Regions from separate parts of the Hordeum vulgare genome. Here region 2 is linked to region 1. A link is a contact called in public Hi-C data. All regions are on one chromosome and are shown on one strand. Each heading gives the region's core, a stretch centred on a gene start, on an enhancer-like site or on the middle of the called end of the contact. The rest is flanking DNA. Distances are from core to core; before and after follow the strand shown. Region 1 holds the start of LOC123427006 (beta-1,4-mannosyl-glycoprotein 4-beta-N-acetylglucosaminyltransferase-like). Region 2 holds the start of LOC123427008 (pachytene checkpoint protein 2 homolog).

Region 1 (4,390 bases), core at 1,107-3,606:
GTGTCGCTTGGAGGCACTCGAGGTAACTGCGCAAGTGCGGTGGCCGGCGACCGGCAACCAGCGCAACCAAGGTAGCGAGGCAAGCTCCTGCCTCTCCAGGAGCTCGATTTCGATGAGACTCACAGACGAGGGAGCGGAGGAGATCTCGTTTCTCCTCGGGCGAGCTTGATGGCGTGGAGTCGCACCAATGATCTTTTTTTAAGATTTCAGGACTGCCTGGGAAGATGAGCGCGGCTAGTGGACAAGTGTACTGAACACGACAGCAACCCTCGCCCGTCAATTTGCTTACATGCATGCATGCGTCAACGTCAATATTTGAGTTATTGCGTGCAAGCTCCCGTCACGTCCGGCTATCTATTGACGACGGGCTCCTTCACCTGGCCAGCATGCATCATGTCAATCCATTGAGCGTCAACTCGTGCAACGATCGGTGATGGTACAGAACTTTTCTTTATTAAGAAATATTAGGGCAGGGATTCTACCTATCACAAAAATTACAAGGTTTTTTTTAATAAAAATATCGTGGTGGGTTTTCCGACGGAAGCAATAACCGCTTTATTATTAGGTAGGTATAGATATAGATAGTGACAGAGGAATAGACTACAGTATTTTTTCTTCAACTACAAGTATTTAGATACAAAGAGAATAATTGAGACACGTATTAGCAAAAAAGAAAAACACCGAAATCCAGTGGGGCCAGTTCACGTCATTGCATCTTGCGGCAGCTGCTTTGTTCGATGCCACTCTCATTTGCATGTAACATTGGAGGAGGCAAATTAAACAACGAATACGATGTTCTTGTTCGGGAACCCCTGGAAGGTAGCTGCTGCTTCGGCACGAAGGCGAGAAACGGGGCACCCAAATGCCAAATAGACCAAACAAAGACATGCCAGTATTTTCTTGCAGTCCAAGATTATTTTTTACCGTAACCGTTTGGCATGGGCGCTGTCCGTCCAGCTGTGGACGTCCCTCGTCAAGTCCGGCGCTTTTCGTCCGGCTCGAGAGCGAAGCAACCGTCGCCGGAAGCGTGGACGGCCGGCCGGCCGGCGGGATCGGCCCGTTTCTTCTTGGGCGGGCGTGGCTTCCGCACGAGAGGAGCATCTTTCTCGTAGCCGGCCGCGAGAGACCTTTGAAAACTGAAAACAAAATATGCTGCTGTCGAGCAAGGCAGGGGCACGCCGTTCGAGCACACAGCGGCCACTTCTCGCTTTGCCACTCAATATCTGTTGCCTCTTTTTTCATTTTCGTGTATCTCCCCTTCGTTTATCATCACTAGTAGAAGATAATCCATGCGTACTGTGCGTGGGAGACTTTTCAAACCTGCATGTACGGGGAAAACAACAGTTGAGCATCCAACAAAAAGATCGAGGTGCACTGTGCGCGCCGTCCAAATCAGCACCGGGTCAGCAGTAAACGAGCGTGCGGCTACGCGTAACCATCCTCCGGATGATGCCATGCCATGCTTGTTGTCTCAACGTAATAACTGATGGGGAAATACACGGCTTCCCGGGAATCCCGTCCAAGAATCGCCTGGATCGCATGCCACACGTCACGTCCGCAGGGAAGAGAGAGAGAAGATGCCCTGCCCTGCCCTGCCCTGCACGGTCGCACTTGCGTCTCGGGAACACGATGCGGTGCGTGCATGCGAGCCGTGCGTCCGATGAATTGTCCGTCCCGGTTCGGGTCGGTGGGCGCGGACGCACGCCAGGAAGATGGATGACCTGCACTTTAATCTGTTTGTTTGTGCATCATAAAGTTCTTTCTGAAGCCGGTAGCAGCAAACCAAAACAGAAACATGGCCGGATGCCTCCCGGTGATCCCTGGTTCTACGTTATCCTTCCTTGGTGAGGGAACTACGATGAGCTGGATGGATGCCAATCATATCCGGATCCTTTTTAGCAACCACGTCGTCCACGCATAAAAAGAAAATGGCTTTCCCCCACCAAGAAAGCCGGCCGGCTTTATGAACTAGCCTTCGTAGCAGTAGTACAACAAACTGCTTGACCGGAAGCAAAACAAGGAACGGGAACCGCGAATACATCCATACGCGCCAGACGCCACGCGTTTAGACATTATTATCACGGTAGATAGATTTCGTGAATCTGTGGTTGGATTTGGATGGTTACAGAATTTTTTTTGGTATTTTCAGTAAGCCTTGTGTTAAGAAACAATAAATATATTTCAAGAAAAGAAATCCTTGGCAAAACTAATATACCACTAGTAGTATAGTAGTGATAGTCTCCTTTTTGTGAGGTATGGAGAAACAGTGATGCTTGGAAGCATATTCGTTGGATGCCCATCCCATCCCATCCCAAGTCTCAAGAGGAAGAGGAAGAGGAACATTGTGCGTGGCGCACGAGGCCTGCTGCCGGCTGCGCGGACAAAATCGCCACCCAAACGGCTATAATTAGGAGGCTCGGCACCCCCCAGACTCCTCCACCCCCCACCACCACGTTTAACTTCACTCCGTCGCGCACCGCGAGTAAATTATCCCCAACACCAGCACACCACGGCCCGACCGAGACCCCCGTAACGGGAAGGGACCCCGAGGCCCAGAGCCACGCACCACCCAACCACCGGGGCGGAGCCGGAGCCGGAGCCACCCCCGCGCGCAGCGGCGCCACCTCCCCGCCGGCGATCGCCCGGGAGATTCCGGCCGCCGAAGCGCGCGCGCCGCGCCTCTCTCCGTCGGCTCGCGCGCCATTGGAGGAGGCCCCGCCCCCGCCCCGCGCGCGGCCGCCTTGGAGGGGAATTGCTTCTTACCCCCCGCCCCCTCGCCTGCTCTGGCGGCGGGCTCCTCCTCGCCGCCGAGATGCCCGAGGCCAGCCGCTACACCCACAAGAAGGACGACGGCATCTGCAGCAGCGTCTGCGGCGAGGTAAGCCATTCCCCCTCCCCTCCCCTCCCCTGCCCAGATCTGCCATGTTCGCCGCCGGGGGTTGATTCCCTGGCCCCAGAGATGCGTGCTTCCCTTATCGGGATGCCTGGAGCATTAGGTCCGCGCAGCATGCTCGCCGTCTCGCGCCTCGATTCGGTCCTCGTGCCGTCGTCGATGCGTGCTGCTGCTGCTGCTGCTATATTTGTTTTTTTTCCAAGCTCCGGTTTTCTGCTGGGATGATGCCGGTCGGAATTTGGTTGGGATTGGGAGGAACAGAGGAGGGAGGCCGTGTGCTCTTCCATGCTTTTGCTTCGGATGATGGGGGGATATTGTTACTTTGTTAGGTGGAGCTACGGAGTTCCGATTCTTCACGCCTTTTCGGAGGTAGAATCTGTCGACGTGTCGGAACTGCGTGTTTTTGGGCTGCGTGGTTTTTGGAGTAGTGATATTTCTCGCGATGAGCACGGGGCTTCTCTGCTTCTTGCTTCGTTCGCGAGCACATGTGCTGTGAAACCTTCGTTGCTCTGCAAAATTGCAGGTTTGCGGTGGACCGTTGGACCCCTGTTTGGTTAGGAAAAGGGGCAGCTTTTGGTTAGTTACCAGTACCGGTATGTCTGTGGCTAGCGTTCTTGCTGACAAAGCTGGCTTCGTACGATTATGGCTTGCACATTTTGATTTCCCAGCGCTCTAGGTTCAGCTGTTGCTGTCTTGCATAATCCTGCCAACCTCGCCCTTCATTATTTGTGACTGAATGTTGTCATTATCCTCTTGGATTTGTGCTTGTAGCTCTGGCACCAGTTCTTCATCGGTTCGTTACTAGTACAGCAGTAGTTTACTAGTTTTACCTTTTCATGCAACCTTTTATGGTGTAGCATAACTTGTTGTGAAAAGAGAATGTTCGGCAATTGCTTTGGGATGTTATATCCTTTTGGCAAGCAGGCTTCGGTTATTGCCGTGTAGGCATGTGTTTGTTCCTGCTTTAGGGATAGATGGACTTTACAGAGTATACATGTATGTGGCTGAATTTTTAAATAGTTGCCTGGAGCAGTTGGTGTATTTCCTTCATGATGAATTTACTTGTGTCTATTCTTTGCTTTCTTGCCTTCTTATCTAACTTATGAATTCATTCATTCACTTGCAGCCCACCTCAAAGGCAGTTATGGCCATGTCAAGGCTCAAGTGTGCGCTTCGGGGGTTTGATATCAGGGCACTTCTGGCTCTCTTCATTGGTGTGCCGCTGGTAATGTTAATAATATATAAGCATGGCCAGAAGGTCACATACTTCCTCCGGCCAATCTGGGAATCTCCGCCCGAGCCCTTCAAGATAATCCCTCACTACTACAATGAGAATGTCACCATGGAGAACCTCTGCAAGTTACATGGGTGGAAAGTCAGGGAGACCCCACGCCGTGTTTTCGATGCTGTGCTCTTCAGTAATGAGCTTGATATCCTTGAACTTCGTTGGAATGAACTCAGCCCCTATGTGTCAGAGTTCGTCCTGCTTGAGTCCAA
Region 2 (4,390 bases), core at 1,001-3,500, 460 kb before region 1:
GGCATGTGAAGCCTCCAAGTGATTAACAATGTGAAAGATGCTTACCTGTTCCATGAAACAAGGCATGGGTCTACACCTCTTTCAGTAAATAGCAAAGCACTAGCAGCGTATCTCAGCAACCTCTGCTTGAGACCCACCTCATATAGTAAGCTGCAAGCACATACGCAATCATCAACAGAATAAAAAACACAGAAATTGTACTGGTCAAGGATACTGAGATCAAACCAAACCTTTCCCATAATCCATCAAATTCTTTGGCAGGTAGAGCCCACTCATCGAAGCTAGAGAGAGTGTCATCTTCACTTGGTTCTTCACCTGGACCATCTTCATTCAACTGCAAGATAACCAGATCAGCTTGAGCCTTGAGGTGTACGATAAATTTGAACCAGATCTTCACTAGAATACATGACATAAAGCAATCTATCTCTTGGAAAGAGGTCAGTAGACTAATTTAGAAAATACCGGTTGTTTCAAGAGAAAACAAGTGTGAAATTTTAAGTGAAAACAACAAAACACCAGCACCTCAGCAGCATTACGAAGATATCTTATGATGTGAAGATGAAACGATTTCAACATGCAACTGATTAAAGAAGAAAGATAGCCGGCAATAGCATGTAAACATACCCAAAGACTTTCTGTGTTTTAAAAGGAACTAGAGGAGATTTAAGCAGCAAAGATTGAAGTGATTTAGGCAGAAAACATTTAAATGCATACCCGGAACACATGAACGTCAGGTTTGACTTGCCAAAACAACAGGATTTTGTGGTTCTCAATCAGCTCATCTACATGAAAAGCAGGCATTCAGGAAGAGGTACATAGATAACTGAGATCAAGAAAGCACACTTTCCAGCCTAAGTGAAACATCGTACCAGTGTCACATATTTGGATCCTTTTAACATGTTCGACAAGAAATGAATTGTCAGGAGGTATCTGGACAGGACCATCAACATAGCTTAAACTTCGAGATTCTAACATCCTGATAAGAAAATAACTTGTAAATGTTGATGAGCAATAACAAACATTAATGTCCTGCACAAGAAGATATCTGCGCAAATTCAATATGTATGCTGTGAGCTTAAACCCAGAAGCTGTCTACAAGAAACTATGTCAATTCCATGGCCTCAGATCTGATTACCACTTTAATATGAAAGAAGCGTGATAAGATTTCTGGCATTGCTTTGGTGAGTTATCCAGCCTATCAATAAGCAATGATGAACAGTTGAACGTGATATTTTTTTTAAATGATTGGCTTATAGCTGTTTCCGGTAATCTTTTCTGAACAGAACACTACAGATGATACGATTTTTTAACTTCATTTACTGCTTTCTCCATCCTTTGTATACAAGCAAATGATGGACGCAGTAAGTTTTGAAATGATCAGCTTATATCCATGTTGCACGGCAGAAATCCCCACCTAGTTGCTAATCTGTTATAACACTAGCTGATGTTTTTCTCTAAAATGCTAATCACCCTGCAATGCCTAATTACTTATTACAAACAATTTAGCACTCCTAACTTTACTAGTTGCCACGTCGATCTCGAATATGCTGCATCATGAGCGACTAGTGAACAAAAATGCCTGTTAATTCCTATTAAAACATACCCAGCAAACTCCACTGCTAAATCACAGGAAGATTGTTGACCAAGTTCCCTAGAACCATGGCACATTTCCATTTTTCCGGTGCCAAACTATATCTGACCCAACCCGCATTTAGCAGCTCGTGCATCCACGTGTCATCAAGCATCCAAATAACAGTAAAATAAGCCCGAAACAAAGTTCAATCCGAACAGCACCTACCTCTCCACCGCTGCTCGGACGTCCTCGGCGCGAGCCGTACTCGAGGCGTGCAGCAGCACCTCAACTGCAAGCACAAAAGGAAAAAATCAACCCCGGCGAAACCAAATCGGGCATTCGCAGAGCACGGTTTAGTCATGCGGCGCTAGGAAGAGGCCGGAAACGCGTGCGCGTCGCGGCGCCTACCTGACACGAGGACCTTGTCGTCTGGCGGGGTGGGCGCAGCTACGGCCTCCGCCGTCGGCTGCGACGAGGACGGGGCCGCGGGAGGGGTGGCGGCGGCTGCAGGCTCCAGGGGTGGGCTGGAGGGGAAGGCGGGCAGGGCGGGATGAGAAGGGTGGGGGTCGAAGGAGATCTCCATGGGGGCGCTCATGGTGGCCAGGCTCCGCGAGGCAGCGGAATGGAAAAGGTCCTAGGGTTTTGGGTTTGGAGAGGGGAGGGGAGGCGGAGCCGTGGAGGAATGGGGGATTTGGGGGAAGGAGGAGGGAGGATTTGGGTTTCCCGCGCTTGAGGTACTTTAGGGTCAGGAGATGGGCTCTCTCTGTAAGCTCTAGGTGGGCCTAGAGACCTGGATGGGCTCAATAGGAAACCCATTTTCGACCCAGCGTGCGTCTGTGATCTTTGCTACTTAACGCTCTCTGCGGTAAATATAGCTAAACCCCTATTCGGCGCCCGCTGCAATATATATATATATATATATATATATATATATATATATATATATATATATATATATATATGTGTGTGTGTGTGTGTGTGTGTAACTTTATTCATACTCATAGCAATTACAAGTACACTGATTTGGACCTAAGATCCAAAATGATAAACTAACTCATATGACTTTGAATTACAATGAAATCTCTTAAAAACACCTTCTTCGCGGTGTCAATCTCTGCTCGAAGAAATACTCCAAAGACTTCAATAAAAAGGTTGTAATTGGACTGGAGCAACGATGTCGTCACTCTTTCACCCGCACGAACATTACGAATAATGGTTTTTGAAAGCATCTTGAGTGGCCCGTCCAAAAAGATAGGAAGCCTTGATCGATGAACGTATTTGGGTCGAAGATGATCCCTCAGAAATGCATGTCATCAAATCATTATATCTTCATCATGCTACCGATGAAAGATTTCACCTTCATAAAGAATCAAACAAACAAAAATGCTTAACACAACAATATAAACTCATCAGATCCGAATAATCGGATCTGCGAGGACAAAAAACTCTCTAATTTCATGACACCACCAAAAAAAGGAGACAAAATTTATTCTCATAAAACTATGATGATTATCAGACATTGACAAAGAACATAAAGGTCTTGAAGATGCAAGGTCCCCTTATCTCTCAACGCCATGATTTCTCAAATGGAAGCAGCGACAGTGGCACGAGAAACCCTCACGCCTGCTCGATGAGACACTTATAGCGCTATTTGCAATTGGCGCAATAGAGTTAATGGGTCGGCCCACATAATGTTGTCGTTTTCTGTTTATGAACGATTCTTTACACCAACCGTTCTTTGGAAACTTCAAGACGGTTGTGTGAAGCTTTTAAATGCTTTCGGCCGGTTTTATCTAGTTTGGTTTATGAACAGTTTTTATTGGGTTTTTTTTCTTTTATTTTTCTAAATGCGCAAACTCTATTCAAAACATGTGAACTTTTTAAAATTTCATGAATTTCGAATTCACAAGTTTTTATTTCAGAAATAGCAAAGTTCTTTTTAAATTTGTGATTTTTTTAAATTCATGAACTTTTTTCCAATTTGTGACTTTGTTCGAAATCGTGATTTTTTTTAAAAATGATGAACTTTCTGCAAACCCCGTGATTATTTTTCCAAATTCGTGAACTTTTTAAAAAAATCGACGACTTCTTATTCATTAACTTTTTTTAACTCGTGCACTCTTTCAAATTTATGAACTTTTTCTAAATTTATGATATTTTTTCAAAAGTCAACTATTGACAAGTCAATGAGCGAATCAGGTTGGGACGATGCACTCGCGAGCGACCGCCACGTTGACATGCAGATGAGTTATCCCATGACCGTCGTGTGTGCAAGCACGTGTTAGCTCTGCAACACCCGGAACGCTAAGGATGGGGAGAGCTCGCCCTATCGTGAGCTCGGACCATTTCAACAATGCATGGAGCATAAATTCTGTATTTAGTTTAGTTAGATCGGACACTTTTTATTTGAATAAAGATGGTTTGCCCCAAGTCATGGGCTCGTTAATATAACATTTGTTCAATTTTGTTTAGTTTGAATAATTTCCCGAACTCGGCTATCTCGCAAGTCGATCTAATGATCCTCTAGATCGAACCGGGGGGACTGCCACATCTTCATTTATTTTTTGTCGTTGACCGGCCAAATGGTTTTCTTCCTTAGTTGGTTGCCAAGTTTTACCTCTTATGAGTTTTTTTAGTTTTGTCTTGGTCAAGCTCGGTCTCCATACTCCAAGTTTCGTTAATACAGCATTACTTCACATGTATTGCTAACGGGGGTGCTTTTTTGTTGCAGTCGAGGTTCACCTGATCAGTTGTTGAGGTGTTAAGTCCAAAGGCTTGCCGGCACAATACATGACTCAAACAGAAAAGTTGAGGCAA

The links. Hi-C and Micro-C count contacts between places; a contact is called where the count stands out from the background.
Region 2: a Hi-C map of leaf shows a contact between it and region 1, with 2.8 times the contacts expected there. The contact joins the promoter of LOC123427008 here to the promoter of LOC123427006 in region 1. A contact is called at or near these places in 2 of 6 Hi-C or Micro-C datasets (leaf and seedling).

Annotation. Positions count from the first base shown.
Region 1 is chr2H:527,191,088-527,195,477 of MorexV3_pseudomolecules_assembly, reverse strand. It overlaps LOC123427006 (beta-1,4-mannosyl-glycoprotein 4-beta-N-acetylglucosaminyltransferase-like), which reads left to right and starts at 2,356. Exons shown (of 2, transcript XM_045110935.1): 1 at 2,356-2,878; 2 at 4,020-4,390. The coding sequence starts at 2,813. It overlaps LOC123428599, which reads right to left and starts at 1,326. Exons shown (of 4, transcript XM_045112821.1): 1 at 1,321-1,326; 2 at 925-1,223. The coding sequence starts at 1,326.
Region 2 is chr2H:527,649,522-527,653,911 of MorexV3_pseudomolecules_assembly, reverse strand. It overlaps LOC123427008 (pachytene checkpoint protein 2 homolog), which reads right to left and starts at 2,250. Exons shown (of 14, transcript XM_045110937.1): 1 at 1,982-2,250; 2 at 1,799-1,862; 3 at 870-976; 4 at 715-782; 5 at 231-334; 6 at 46-150. The coding sequence starts at 2,168.